Regions from separate parts of the Lactuca sativa genome. Here region 2 is linked to region 1. The links are chromatin contacts, called in public Hi-C maps. All regions are on one chromosome and are shown on one strand. The core of a region is the stretch at or near the end of the contact, and the rest is flanking DNA. Distances in the headings are between cores, read along the strand shown. Region 1 holds the start of LOC111886569 (transcription factor TCP14). Region 2 holds the start of LOC111919324 (transcription factor bHLH47-like).

Region 1 (7,106 bases), core at 1,441-3,940:
GCTAGTTTGGATACCATTCCAAAAAATCTCAATAATATCTTATGCCCAATATAAGTTAAACCATATTTAAATTTCAACATATTTGTTTTCCAATAACTTATCTATTGAAGTTTTCCAAATCAATAGAAATAACAAAATTATATATATATATATATATATATATATATATATATATATATATATATATATATATATATATTAAAATGATATATTATTATAATAGTTGAGTGGCAGTGCCAGCAATGGGTTGAATTATAAAAAGAGGAAAGAATGATCAAAGCTTGTTCCCCTGCTGTGATAAAAGGTAACTTTGATTTTAGGAGGGTGTGGGCTCCACTTACCTGACCCCAATACCTGGACTGATAAGGTTTGGGTCCCACCATAATTATTCAAATATCTAAATTCCAATAATATTCACCCATACAAGATTACATTGACCATTGTCACAAAACCTCATTCTTTATTTTTAATTTCTTTCACTATCCGATAATCATTTCATTTAAAAATACGTATATTTTATTTTTTAAAATGAATCTAAATACTAAATATTAGTTATTTTGAATCTACTATTAATTTTCTAACAATAAAAACAATTCATACGAAATATACAATTTTAGTATGTAGAATAATACTAAAAAATTGAAAATTATTATATCAAATATGTATTGGGTGATATTGTCCATGTTTTTGTTATCAATAATTTATAAGGTATACACTATACACAACAAAAGTGAATGATGACGTCAGTGTAATTATTTTTACCCATGGTCAAAATGAGATAATTTTTGTCTTTCTAACTTCATAGGATTGACTTAAAGTTTTAACGGAATTTTATAAGGCATTGTTGCAGTTACCAAGTTCTCAGTTCTGTTTGTGTTTTACAGACATTTAAAAAAACAATAAAATTAAATTAAAACTAAAGTCAAAATAATAGCAATAGAAAATAGAATTATATAAAAAGAAAAAGGAATGAATTCATGGTAAATACTAAAACGAGACCTTTTTCTTTTTTTCTTCAATGATTAAAACCAACAATACACCCTGTTAAAATTTGTCTCTCCAAACACTTTGTAAATCCTCAAAAATAATCACACAAAATTAAATATAAAAAAAAAAAATCAGCAATAATTATGGGGAAAAAATTAAAATTTTCCAAAAATTTTGGAGGAAATCAAACCTTATGTGCGTTTTACACATCAAATTTAACAACACAATCATGGAGGCCGGAAATCCCTTATGAGTGGTGGCTAGTTGTATCATGTGGATCATCTCCGCCGCCGTGATGAGACTGAGATCCACTTGCTTGCTGTTCAGAGCCACCTGGACCGAATATTGGCCGGTAAGGATTTAATCCGGCGAGCATGCTCAATTGGCCTTCAGTAAAACCACCACCACCACCACCTCCTCCTCCTCCTCCTCCGCCGCCGCCGCCGCTGCCACCTGAGTTGCCGCCAAGCCCTGCCGCCAATTGCTGACTTGGCATAAGGGCGACGGGTGTTGGGAAGTTCATGAAATGTAAGCCGGTGGAAACAGTGCCTCTGTACAAAGCGGTGTTGTTCACTGCCGGAAAAGTCCAAATAGGGTCTCCACTCATGGCTTGGTGTTGATTAGAATTGGCGACCATCCAAAAATTAGCTGGAATTGATGCGTGATTTGCTACCATGGAAGATGAGCTTGATTGAAGCAGATAATTCCCCATCTGTTGTTGGTGTTGTGAAGGTAGCTCAGACTCCGCCGGAGCTCTACGTTTCCTTCCGATGCTATCTTCAGTTTCCGATAACTCAACTGAATTATCCCGAGTTTCCTGCTTCGTTTGTAATATCTGGTGAAGATTCGTTGCTGACCCAAAATTCAAAAGGTTGGATGAACTATTTTCCGATGAAGATAATCCAATTCCCGGGAAGAGATTCCGATTTTGTGGGATGGCGAAATTTGGGTTAAAGTAACCGGATCGAAGCTGTGAAGGAACCGACATGCTGCTCCCGGAGCTCCGGAGTGAGATATTGAGTGAAGTGAAGTTCGCCGGGATTGTACCAGTTCCGGTGGCGGCGATGACGGCGGGTTCAGCTTGTTGAAGGAGCCACTCGATGGTTTCACCATCTGTTTTATGGCCAAGCTCTCGTGTGAGCTGAAAAACCCTGGCGGCGCAAAGGGCTGGCATACGGATACGGCGGCCACGTCCATCAACCTTTGTGTGGCGGTCTTTGGTTGACGTTCTCTTGGGCGCCAATTTCTTAGAGGGGTCGCCGGAAGAGGTGGTGGCGATGGTGGTTATTTGGAGGTTTGAACTGTTGGATCGAAGTGGAGGGTTATTAGTGTCGGCGGAGATGGGTCGAGAAGGGTAACCGGTGGTGGCGGAGACCGTGGCGGAGGAAGAGCAAGCTTCGTCGTCTTTCTTTTCAAGTAATTGAAAAGGGAAGTTGGGGCGGTGGTTGAAATGGTCATCACCACCATCCATGATCACATGAGATAATCTCACAGAGTCTTTCTCTCTCTAGTTTCTCTCTCTAAACTTATATGGAGAATTGATGGAGTATGTTGATTGAATCCAAGGGGATGTGGGTCTGGATTTCTTTCTCTTTCAATACCATATAAACAGTCTCACTCTAAAAATGTTTAACTCAAAGTTTCATCCAATTGTCCGATATTTGGAGAGAGAAAGAGAGAAAGAGAGAGAGAGAGGAAACTTTAAGTAACAAAGACAATGAGTGGGAATTATATGGGTGAGCTCATAAAAGCAAAAAAATAAAATAAAATAAAATAACGAGGTTAAAATACATATTGAACTCATATTCTGTATAATAAATACTCGGTTGGTATAATTAGATTAAGCACGACATGGATGAAGAACGACATGAAAGGTGTTAAATAATAAATAGTGATTACAATATAAAATACATCGTTATGATTGAGAGTGGGGGAGTTAAAACACTAATGCAACATGAAATTAAGGAGATTTTAGATGTATTTTTTAATAGTCACTTAAAAATCACCGTGTAAGGAAAAAAACTATACTATTATTGGGAAATTGTCATGTAGTTGTGTCGTTTGGCTAGAACGATCCATCAAATTTGGTTGGTGTAAGTGTGTAATATTTTCAAAATAGATATAAAAGTTCTTGTCGTTTTTAGTAAAAAATAATGTTTTAAAAATAAATAAAAGAACATTAGATAAATCAGTTAAATGATTTAAAGATAACTAATTAAATAATAATGATAAATATAGTGATAGAAATAAAATAGAAGTTTAATATAGTCAAGTTAAGAATTTTTTTTTATAAGGATCAAAGTTTTAATTCTTGAAAGTTGAGATTTGATAAATAGAACTTGAATGTCATAAATTATATATAAATTATATGTAAATGGGTTAATTAGAGAATTATTAGAGTTATAGTTGTTGCTGGTCGGTAGCCATAATTAGGAAATATAAAGTTAATGGAGCAAAATTGACAACTAGGAGATTGATTAGTCATGGCTTAGTAATGGACCTCATTATAATCATACTTGGGATATAGGACTAAGTGTAAAATCAAGAAGTTCCAATAAAGAAGCTAGTGAAATGGTGTTAAATGTTTGCAACTAGAAGCATGAGGGATTAAATCTGTCAGCTAGTGAAACATAAGATATCAACTAGGTGGGTAGTCTCTCCATTTAAGGAGATCGACTTTGGTGGTGGTGGTGGTAGAACCTATTGATGTCGATCTGGAGTAATAGAGAAGATTTAGACTTAGGGGTTTGAAGAAACAAGTTAAGGATTCAACATCAAGAAACTCTTCTCTTTCTAACCTGAATCTTAAACTAGGCTTTCGTATACTACACCAAATATGAAATTATAAGTTAATAATGTTTTTCTTGTAGTATTTGGGTGTTGAACGAAGCATAAATGATGATTCGAACATCAAACATTACATGAACGAGCTTTATTTCAAGTTTGTCACTTACATATTAACAAACGCAACATAAACATAGTTGGAACATTTAATACATGTATTCAATCTTTTAATGTTTTGATTTAATTAAACAATCTAAAACCTCGACTAATAGTTGGTCATGACGTGAGGAAGGAAGCCTCACAACGTGACCATCGGGCTGAAACGCATGTCCATCTTCGCGGGTCATGTCGTGACACACTGGTAGCCACGACGTGAGGACAAGTTTACCATAATCCTGTGAGTTTTGCCCTATTTAAAGGAAGTGAGGGGCTAGGGTTTGCACACCCTCAACCTCCATCACCTTCCTCCTGCCCAAATCGAAGTTAGTCTCCTTTGTGACCTTAAAAAGCTCATTTGGTGATTTTTTGCTCCTTGAAGAAAAAGAATATTCCTTTTGTGCATCATTTGTGGCAAACAACACCCTTGCTCACCACCTTGCAATGCTTCTGGACCTTTGTAAGTACTAAAGTTCTTGCATTTCTCTATTAAACATGCTAGTTCTAAGTTTTATTCACTTCTCTTCATGGTTGGGTTGGATAGCATGCATGTGATCCATAATTATGACATCCCTATTTTCACAGCCAGAAAAGTCCAATTTGTTTATGCTCATTTAAAAATCAGAGTATCCTTTTTGAAAAAGAGTATTATGGAATTTGTTCCCAGAAAAAAGATAAAGATGTTATCAGAGCATTTCCAAATAAATGTATTTTTATTTAAAACATTGGAATGTCATCGTCAATACAGAAACATAAGCATAACGGAACACTACAAGCCTTGCAATAATTCAACTAGTGGCCTAATAGTCCTTGAATCTCTTAGCAGAATGTATCTTTCATGTAGCCACATGTGATACAATAAACTAAGTGGGCCAGGTTAGGAAACCAGGTGAGTACATACAGTTTTCAACCCACAATAATATAATTATTATGTTTAATCATCAAGCAATTAACCCAATATCTCATCCCCATTATCTTCTTTATTCTTAAAGATCTTCCCTAAGAATCATTTATTCTTTATTTATTCATTCCTAAGGATTGTCCTAATAAATAGGCACGAAGTCCATCATTTCCAGGGTTTATCCAACAGCCACAAAGTCCATAGTTGCCGATGTTATCTATTAGGCACAACTGCCAATGTTTATATGTAAGACACTAAGTCCATAACTACTAGTGTTCATTTGTAAGGCACTAAGTCCATAGCTGCCAGGGTTTTTATAGTACATCTGGTGAACACATCGTTCAGAAACACCTAAAGGTTGCAAGTCTGCCAGCGTTCCACTGGACTGTCTAGAATAGTTTGTGTTCGTCATCTATACTCCACTCGATGACTGGATCAACTTTAAAGTCAAGGGTTCTTATTAACTTTCACCTTTCATCATCTATATCATTTTTCATCTCTCATCATTCATCTACAAATAGATTTATAGGTATAAAAATAGATATACAGTTTAAATCACATAAAACATGTATAAATCGTTCATCTAGCATAGATATCAGGAACACAGATAATAACCATATATAGCATGTATTAATATTAAATACTTCATATCTATGTGTAAGATAAAAGTAACTATGCACTCACTTGTTAAAGTGACAACTCGTAATTCGGGCAGCTCTTCACTTCTAAAAATTGTCTTTTCCTTTGACGAAACCTAGTATCATTATCACTAAGTCTTAGTCTATTATTTATTGCGACTAATTGTTAGTTGATTCATCATTAACCCGAAGTTACTTTCATGATCTATTAAGGTTCAGCCAGGTAGGACAGTTGGGAGGCATGACCATTTCGGCGTATAGCCTTTCTGAAATCCAACAACCAAGACAGCGTGACCGTTGTAGACACCTCTCCCGGAAGTAGATCAATCAGTATAAAAAATTTGAATCATTGATAAATCTTGTTTATAGGTTCATAATAATGATACTGAACTTAAACAAAAGTTATACTTAAACTACAGTAACTATAAGTCAACTTACAGGGGGTTAGCTAGGAACCGGGCTCTACGCGGGGAGAACTTCTGAGCCGAAAGCTCTTATTCTTGAGGCCTTTTGGTGGTCTGGGACTCGCTACTAACTCCTAGGAAAGGCTATAGAAAAACCATGAGGCTTTGGGGTGTTTGGGAGAGAGTTGGTTGAAGAGGTGTGAGAAAAAGAATGAAAAACGCCTATATAGGTTGCCAGCATTGAGAACACGGGGCGTACGCGAAGGGTACATCAGGTGTACTGCATGTTACACTGGACATACTCATGTCAGGTGTTGCCATCTCGTGCAAAGCCGTAGGGAAGAAATAGTGGCTCAGATCGTGCCACGTGTCACTCGTTGGTTTAGTACAAAAATTAATTATCTTCTAAAATCCGTAGCATTCACATATGAGCTCTAATTTTGAAGTTCTTTATATCCACACGTAGGTAGAGATGTGATCTACAACTTTTATTTAGACTTTGTTGGCTAATTTTGAATTTATTTTTTAAATTTATATTTTAACAGGCTTAGACAGTTAAAGTCCGTTAAAAATTCATAACTTTGTCATTTGACGTCTTTTTCGACTGTCCTTATATCGTTGAGCTCCTATTAACGAGATCTTCAATTGTCGTTTAGGTTGTTTCAGCTAAAAATCGATCGATCAAAAATCCAATTTCCGAGCTGTGTACCACTACGCTAAATCTTAGAAAAATTTTAACTTTCTCAAATAATGTTAGATTTGGATGTTCTCTATATGGACGATCTCGGTTTAACATCTACTACAAATTTTTTTTAGGTCGCTAAGGCTAAAAAATTATTTCGTCAAAAAATCACTTTTTATGATATACGAAGCCGTGCCAGTTTAATCGTAGAACTTTGATGGGTCATAACGTCTTCGTTTTAAGTCATATTTCAGCATTCTTTATATGTTCAGAATCCTTGTGACATATGCTATAACTTTGATAAGATTATTTATTCTAAATAATCTTCTATCAAAATGTCATTTTAAACACTTATTATCTCTAAATTGACCAGCCCAAATCTGCGGGCGTTACAATTATCTCCCCCTTAGGATGATTACATCTCGAAATCATCAATAAAACATGGGTTGTATAATGACTCCATATGTTATCTTTTCATCCTAGGTAATCACTATAACTCTTATGTTCTTTCAGATGAGTATCTAACTTTTGGACCTCTTGATTGTTGGCGTTGC
Region 2 (7,106 bases), core at 1,493-3,992, 680 kb before region 1:
AATATTACTATCACAAGTTTGAGCATTTCCATTCATATCTTCAATCAATGGATTTTGGTGTTCCTCCTCCTCATCCCCATCGCATTCATCTCCATAGCCACCATCACAATTCATTTTTATGAGTTATGACCGTAACTTGGCTAATTATCCCCTTTGAATATTTGAGGGTCACTTCCAATGGCAAACTCGAACTCAGTGTCTCCAAACTATCCTTCTCGACAATAGCCATAAAATATTTTTGTTGATCCTTGTTCATCATATTTGTTCTTTGTGTGTTTGTGTGCGGTCTTGGTAATCTTTTTTGTTGACCCCTGTTTCACCATCTATGTTCTTGGAGGTTTTTTCACACAAATTCAACAATGGGGAAAACCCTTGTTCGTATTTAAACATGAAACTTCAAATCCATTGTACATCTAAATAGACCATCTTCAAAAAGAACAAAAATAAGTGATTTCCAGGATCTAACTTCTAATTCCATATTCGAATAACAGTTGTAGGGTGCTAAGTTCTTGATAATCTTTTTTGTTGACCCCTGTTCACCATCCATGTTCTTTAAGGTTTTTTCACCCAAATTCAACAATGAGGAAAACGCTTGTTCGTATTTAAACATGAAACTTCAAATCCATTGTATATCTAAACAACCCATCTTCAAAAAGAACATAAATAAAGGATTTGCAAGATCTAACTTCTAACCATTTTAGAGTTTAGGGTATAATTCAATATTCGAGTAACAGTTTTAGGGTACTAAGTTCTAACTATTTCATATTGCATCTTTTGGTCCGGTAAATAAGTATAATCAAACATGTTAGGGAGGTTGTAGGTGTGGAGTGAGACGACTCTTGGTGAAGAAGATGTTAGTAGCGGATTGGTTTTTTGTTGTAGGAGACGTTAAAAGGGTGATATATGATATTGGGTTGGGACCGCTCCGTTTAATATTATTAGAAATTTAAAATAAATAGTAAAAAAGTTTTTAAAAACAAAAATTAGAAAGGATAAGATAGACATTTTTTACGTCTGTCAATGACAAAAGACGCAACAAAAACATAGTTTAGAGACCAAACGTGCAAACTACTCCAAACCATAAGCACTATTTTTGTAATTTACTTTAAAAAGAAACTTAGTTTATGTTTTATGTAGTGGTTTTTATTCTGATCCGGTAAAATATATATCCCGTGGTTAATTGTTAAACCGATTTTATTTTTTCAACAAAAACAAAGTAAGCCATTTTTGGGAAAATAAAAAGTTTTTGATTTAAAAGGAAAAAAGAAAATTAAAATATAGGATTTTTTTTATCGAAATAACCCTATTTAAAAGTCTTACATATTGTGATTCGGATAATAAAGTTGCATTCTCTTCTTTGAGGCGGGTAATTTGATCAATCATGCACTTGAAAATCCGGTTGGTTTCATCCAGGATAAAGGCCTTCCCATTGTTTTCCTCTCTAATTTCTACAAGAATATTCAAATTCAACTGTTAGGGCCAAAAAAAATAAAAATAAAATAAAAAAAAAAAAAAAACATGAAACAAAAAATGAGTAAAAAATTGATTACCAAGTGCATTAGATAAACCGAGAAAAAGCTCATTCAAATGCTCACGCTTCATTTTCTCCCTTTTAGCTCTGCTAATAGTTATATTGGGAACTTTATTCGGATTAGTAATCTTCTTGCAAGGGAGCAAGCTGCATAAACATCATCTACTATTAGTCTTTTTTTTAATGCATTTGGTTATAAAATTTTCGGATTTTATGATGATGAGTGTCATACACAACATACATGTAATATTTCAAGATAATACTAATTACTTTAAGGGTAATAATATACATGATCAAGGCGACATATTTTGGTCATCTTATGGTTTAATCATTAATTTTATTTTGATTAATGAAAACCATTTTCTAAAAACAATTTTCATTGTGACCATCATGGCCCTTTATTTACGGTTTAGTAGATGTTATAGCTAACATTAATTCGTATTTATCTATATCACATTATATTTATTTATTTCCTAAAATGACATCTAACTTTTTGAAATAACTTTTCATTTATATATGAAAAGTCATTTCATGAAGTAAGCTATTATTCTATAAAATACATATGATCAATATAAACAAATTAGAATCCATGTCGGTATTAACATTAGACAAACCCAAAATAGAGGGTCATAGTAGTAGACATATCTTGAAAAAAAAATGCATTTTTAAGGATCAAAATAAAATATAATGGTTAAACTTCAAAAAAAAAAAACCAAAATATGATGTTTTTTTTTGTTTGTGTATATTGTCATTTTTTTTTAATGTAAGCTGCTCGTGAAATTACAATAAGATGTAAAAACCATCGACCTAGGTGACAATTTCTTTGCTCCCATCCTGATTTCGTTTGTGTTCCCTTATCGTGTTTACAATAATTCCTGAATAACAAAAACATAAAAAGAATGCAAAATTAAACACCAAATTGAGGAAGTATTTTTATGAACACATCGATTTAGAAATTTCAAATACATGTCTCAATAACTAACCACAGATATACTCTTCCTAGAAAGAAGGATTTTGGATAATCAATTACACACAACAGTTATAAACACCACAAACAGTTGAATAAGCAATCAAATAACTAACAAACATGGTTAACTAAATTTTCAAAAAAAAAAAAAAAAAAAAGAACAAAAATTACAAAAACAAGAACATGAAGAACATAATCTTACAAGAGAATATTTCTGCGGGGATTAAGGAGGAGAATGGCCGGCTCCTGAATGGACGAGTAGTAGATTACATTAATCCGTCCCTTAATTTACCTTTTAGGCCCTTCAAGTTTACATATTTCTATTTTATTTGCCATCTTTTAATCGCATGATTTTGGCATGAAATTTCAAATGTATTTGACAAATAAAATGTAGCCAAAACTTAAAAGTAATATTAACCTTATAGTGATAATAAAAACTAATTAGTTTATTTATATTGATGATAAAATGTAATAATTATAAAAATAATTAAAATATGAAGCTATTTTTAATGGTTAAAATATTATACTTTTGATGTTTTTATATAGAGAAATTTTCGAAAAAGTCTTAAAATTTTACCCTAATTTACGAAAAAGTCTCAAAACAAAATTTGTTTATGAAAAAGTATGAATTACCGATGAAAATGACTATTTGTCCCATTTTCTAGGTTTACCAGTTTCATTACTTATCTAGTTTAATTAATGTCCCGTTATTTTACCATAATTTAGAAATAAGTCTCAAATTAAAATTTAGTAATTATTTGGCCATTTTCTACATGTAACATATATTTTACCGGTTTCATTGTTGTCTTGAAAATGTTTAGTTATTAAATGAGCTAATAAGATGGATATGTTGGGTTATATAATGCTATGTTTACCATAAAACTTGATATCCTGATGCATTGTATATTTTTTGGAATATAAAATGAATTCAACGAAGACTGCAATAATTACATAAATTAACAGCAACTTCGTCATTTTTACGTTTATAAGAAATTTCAAATTGTTTATCTAAACTTATGTAATCCAATATATTCATCTCATCAGACATCAACTCATTTACTGTTATTATTTTCCTGAAAACACATTTTATTTGTTTTATTATTGACCTAGATGTATAGTCATAAATGAGTCAATGAGATGGATGTTAAATTTTATAGTAACTATAGTATTATGTAATCCATCATATCCATCTTATCAGCTAATTTAATGACTATGTGTCCAAGTCAGCAATATAACCGATAAAATGTATGTTATGTGGAGAAAATGACCAAATCATCACTAAATTTTAGTTTGAAACTTATTCGTAAATTAAGGTAAAATAATGAGACTTTAATGAAACAGGTAAGTGATGAAATCGGGAAAAAATGGTCAAGTCGTCATTTTTATCAATAATTCATGATTTTTCGTAAACAAATTTTAATTTGAGACTGTATTGTAAATTAGGGTAAAATTTTATAATTTCCTTTTTTGTATTAATGGTTATATATCTTCTAGACGGAATACTACTTTTTTTTTTTTTTGGCTACGAGAATTTCTTTTTATGGTCCTTATAAAAGTCTAAATTAATAAAAATATATATAACATTTTAGTTTTCATGAATTTATTTTTTCGTTTACAAAAAACTGTTCCAGTTAATGCGGAATTTATAATTTTTTTGTTACAGGTATCTTTAAAAAACATTCCCTATAAAAAAACCTAGTAGTGACAGATTTTGAATTTTTTTTATAAAAGTAAAAAAAATTATTTAAAGAGGCTCATTTTGCAATGTGATCATGTTTCACAATAGCAAAATTTAGAGTTCATTTTGATTAAAAGATGAGGGTTGGTCTTTTTGTTTTATGCTAAAGGCAAAGCGGTTATTTTTATGTTTTTATCTAATGAAAAATTATCAAAAGCATGTTTGCTTGTTCAGTTGTTTGTTTACCTAATCCGAATATGAGATATTACATGCAAAATGTCTAGAATTTGTGTTATTTTCATTGAAGAAATTTTGCATATACAAGTAAACTATGTACGAAATTCCTTTAACACGCCCTTTTTTTCTTTTATCAATTTAGCATGATTCATGTTATTTATGATTACTGGTTTTCCCATAACATTTGTGATTTTTTTTTTCTATTTAAGTATTAGTAGATATTTTCTACCGACATCTACTTAAACCATGAAAACTCTTAGATCTTGTCAAGCATGAATCAATACTAGTGGCTGATATCGCATATCCCATGTAGAGTCATATGGTGTAATGTAGTCCTATCACTGCAAAAGTAGAGGCCTCTAGTACAAGTACAAATATGTCGTTATCTTCTTCTAATAAATAAAGATATACAATTCCGTTATTTGAATATGCAAGAATGCCCTAATTTTAAACAAATATTTAGTATTCCATAATCTACCCGAATAGGAGATTCTTGTAATGAAAGCCTTATTGGGCTTGGGCTCATCATACTCGATAAACATGTTAAGAAGACTAGCTTTGCTAAATCTAAAGTATATTCATTACACAATAAAACTGATTTTTTTTTCCGAATTACCTCACTTTCGTTCTTATGTTAAAACTATTTTCATCATGAAATTCACACTCTAAAATGTGACAATGGTGAAGAATTAAACAATCACTAATTTCATAATGTATGTTATCCAATGGTATTAGTATCCACTTTTTTGGGTCCCCACATCCCAAGAAAATATAGGGAAATAATGCTTCATATCATTGATTATTAGATCAACTCATGCTTACACGGGTTCCTTATTTCTTAAGGCCTAGCGGAGTGGCTCGGTAAGGAGCTCGGCGAATCCAAGATGGCAACGATGCACACCGCGTCACGACCTCGTCGACGGCAACTTGACGAGGGAATCCGGCAATCGCTTACTGATGAAAGTGAAAAGATTAACACAATTATTGCTGAGTTAGTTCAATTTGTTTAACCATTTAAGCCATTTTTCTTTAAAAAAATGCATTCTTTTCAAAATATAGCCGATGTTTTTTTTTTCAAATTTTCAAATTTTAAATCGTCACTACTCTACTACAAATACAACATCATTCTTCATTCTTCATTACATTCAAATCTTCTTAATTCAATTCTGATAACTTTCTTATATTCCATCTTCTTCAAAACCTCATTGCTAAAAAATGGCTCGTGTTTGGGCAACTGATCAAAACATGATACTGACCCATTCATGGGTTGATGTAACTGAAGACTCAATCAACATTAACGTTACTACGATTGCTTTCTGGAATAGGGTCGTCGATAGTTTCAACCACAAAGCCACTCTACCTCAAAGTAAAGATCAAGTCTTCTGCAAATGGAGATATATAAGCACGGTCTAAATTCAGGTTAACAATGTGTTTCATAAGGTGATGAATGAAGCCGAACAGGGTGGAAATGAAAATACTTTGTTTGTGAATGTTCTCAAGGCTTTCCATGAAGAAACTAACAAACCTTTTTGGGATGCTGAGTTTTGGTAAATTGTGAGACAGTGCGCTAAAGAGCGTCCACTTTAAGCTCGTCGGCTTCTAATTTCTAGTGGGTTACATATTTTAATTTATGTATTATGTTTTTTAAATTCAAATGTGCGATTTCTTTTGAAGTTAATGAAATTTAATTTTTATTAAAATATATTATAATTTCAAATTATATGTTTTTTTTTGTAATTTTATTTTCTAGTTTAATGAATTTTAGGTTTTAGAAAAAAATTTTGTTTGAAATTTAATTTTTAATATTAATTCATTTAAAAAAATTAGCATAACAAGCGTGACAACATATACCATATAAATAATAAAAATATGAAGCAATATGACAAATCTTAGGTGTAGTTTACATAGATTGTGACTAGGGGTGTTCACGGTCCGGTTTTTTCGGTTTTTAGGTCAAACCAAAGCCAAACCGTTAGTAACGGTTTTTGTTTGGCAAAAACCAAAGCCGAACCGTTGAAAATTTAAAACCGAACCAAACCAAACCGTTACTAACGGTTTGGCTCCGGTTTGGTTTCACGGTTTGAGATTTTTAGGTCCATTTTAATCGAGTCCATTAAACTAATTTAGTAAAATAAATCGATTATGTTGGTACATGAAAAGAAAAACTTGCAAAAGTAAAAATAACCTAACACGACTAAGTTACATGATGTTTACTAATTTAAATAATAAAAAATATGAAAACACTATCCTTATCCATATCATTTTTTAAATATTGAAAAGGAGATGAACCTAGAAAAAAAAACATATTAGGTGTAATCAAAGGGATGATACTGTCGTCGTCGGTAACGATAGAGATTAGACTAAAGAACAACCACAGTCGAGACGAGACTCTGCTTTGGGATTTTAACTCTTTGCGATTGGGTTTAGGCAAGTGGAAACAAATCAAATGATTGCTTGGAGTTGGAGAGGTGGACTCTCAGTTGCCGGACTTCATTTACACTATAATAAAAAAAAGAAACTATTAGGAATCTGGGTTAAATAAAAGTGAGTTTTAAATTTTATTATCTATATATAAAAATTAATATATAATACAATAAAATATAACTACATATAAAAGATTAATATATATATATATATATATATATATATATACACACACACACACACACACACACACAAATCTTAACGGTTTG

Evidence for each region. Hi-C and Micro-C count contacts between places; a contact is called where the count stands out from the background.
Region 2: a Hi-C map of leaf shows a contact between it and region 1, with 6 times the contacts expected there. The contact joins the promoter of LOC111919324 here to the promoter of LOC111886569 in region 1. A contact is called at or near these places in 2 of 4 Hi-C or Micro-C datasets (both in leaf).

The regions. Positions count from the first base shown.
Region 1 is chr4:197,133,984-197,141,089 of Lsat_Salinas_v11, reverse strand. LOC111886569 (transcription factor TCP14) reads right to left here and starts at 2,690. Exons shown (of 1, transcript XM_023882817.3): 1 at 986-2,690. The coding sequence starts at 2,458. The coding sequence ends at 1,235.
Region 2 is chr4:197,815,409-197,822,514 of Lsat_Salinas_v11, reverse strand. LOC111919324 (transcription factor bHLH47-like) reads right to left here and starts at 2,742. Exons shown (of 5, transcript XM_023914916.3): 1 at 2,701-2,742; 2 at 2,339-2,406; 3 at 1,551-1,678; 4 at 1,321-1,448. The coding sequence starts at 2,364.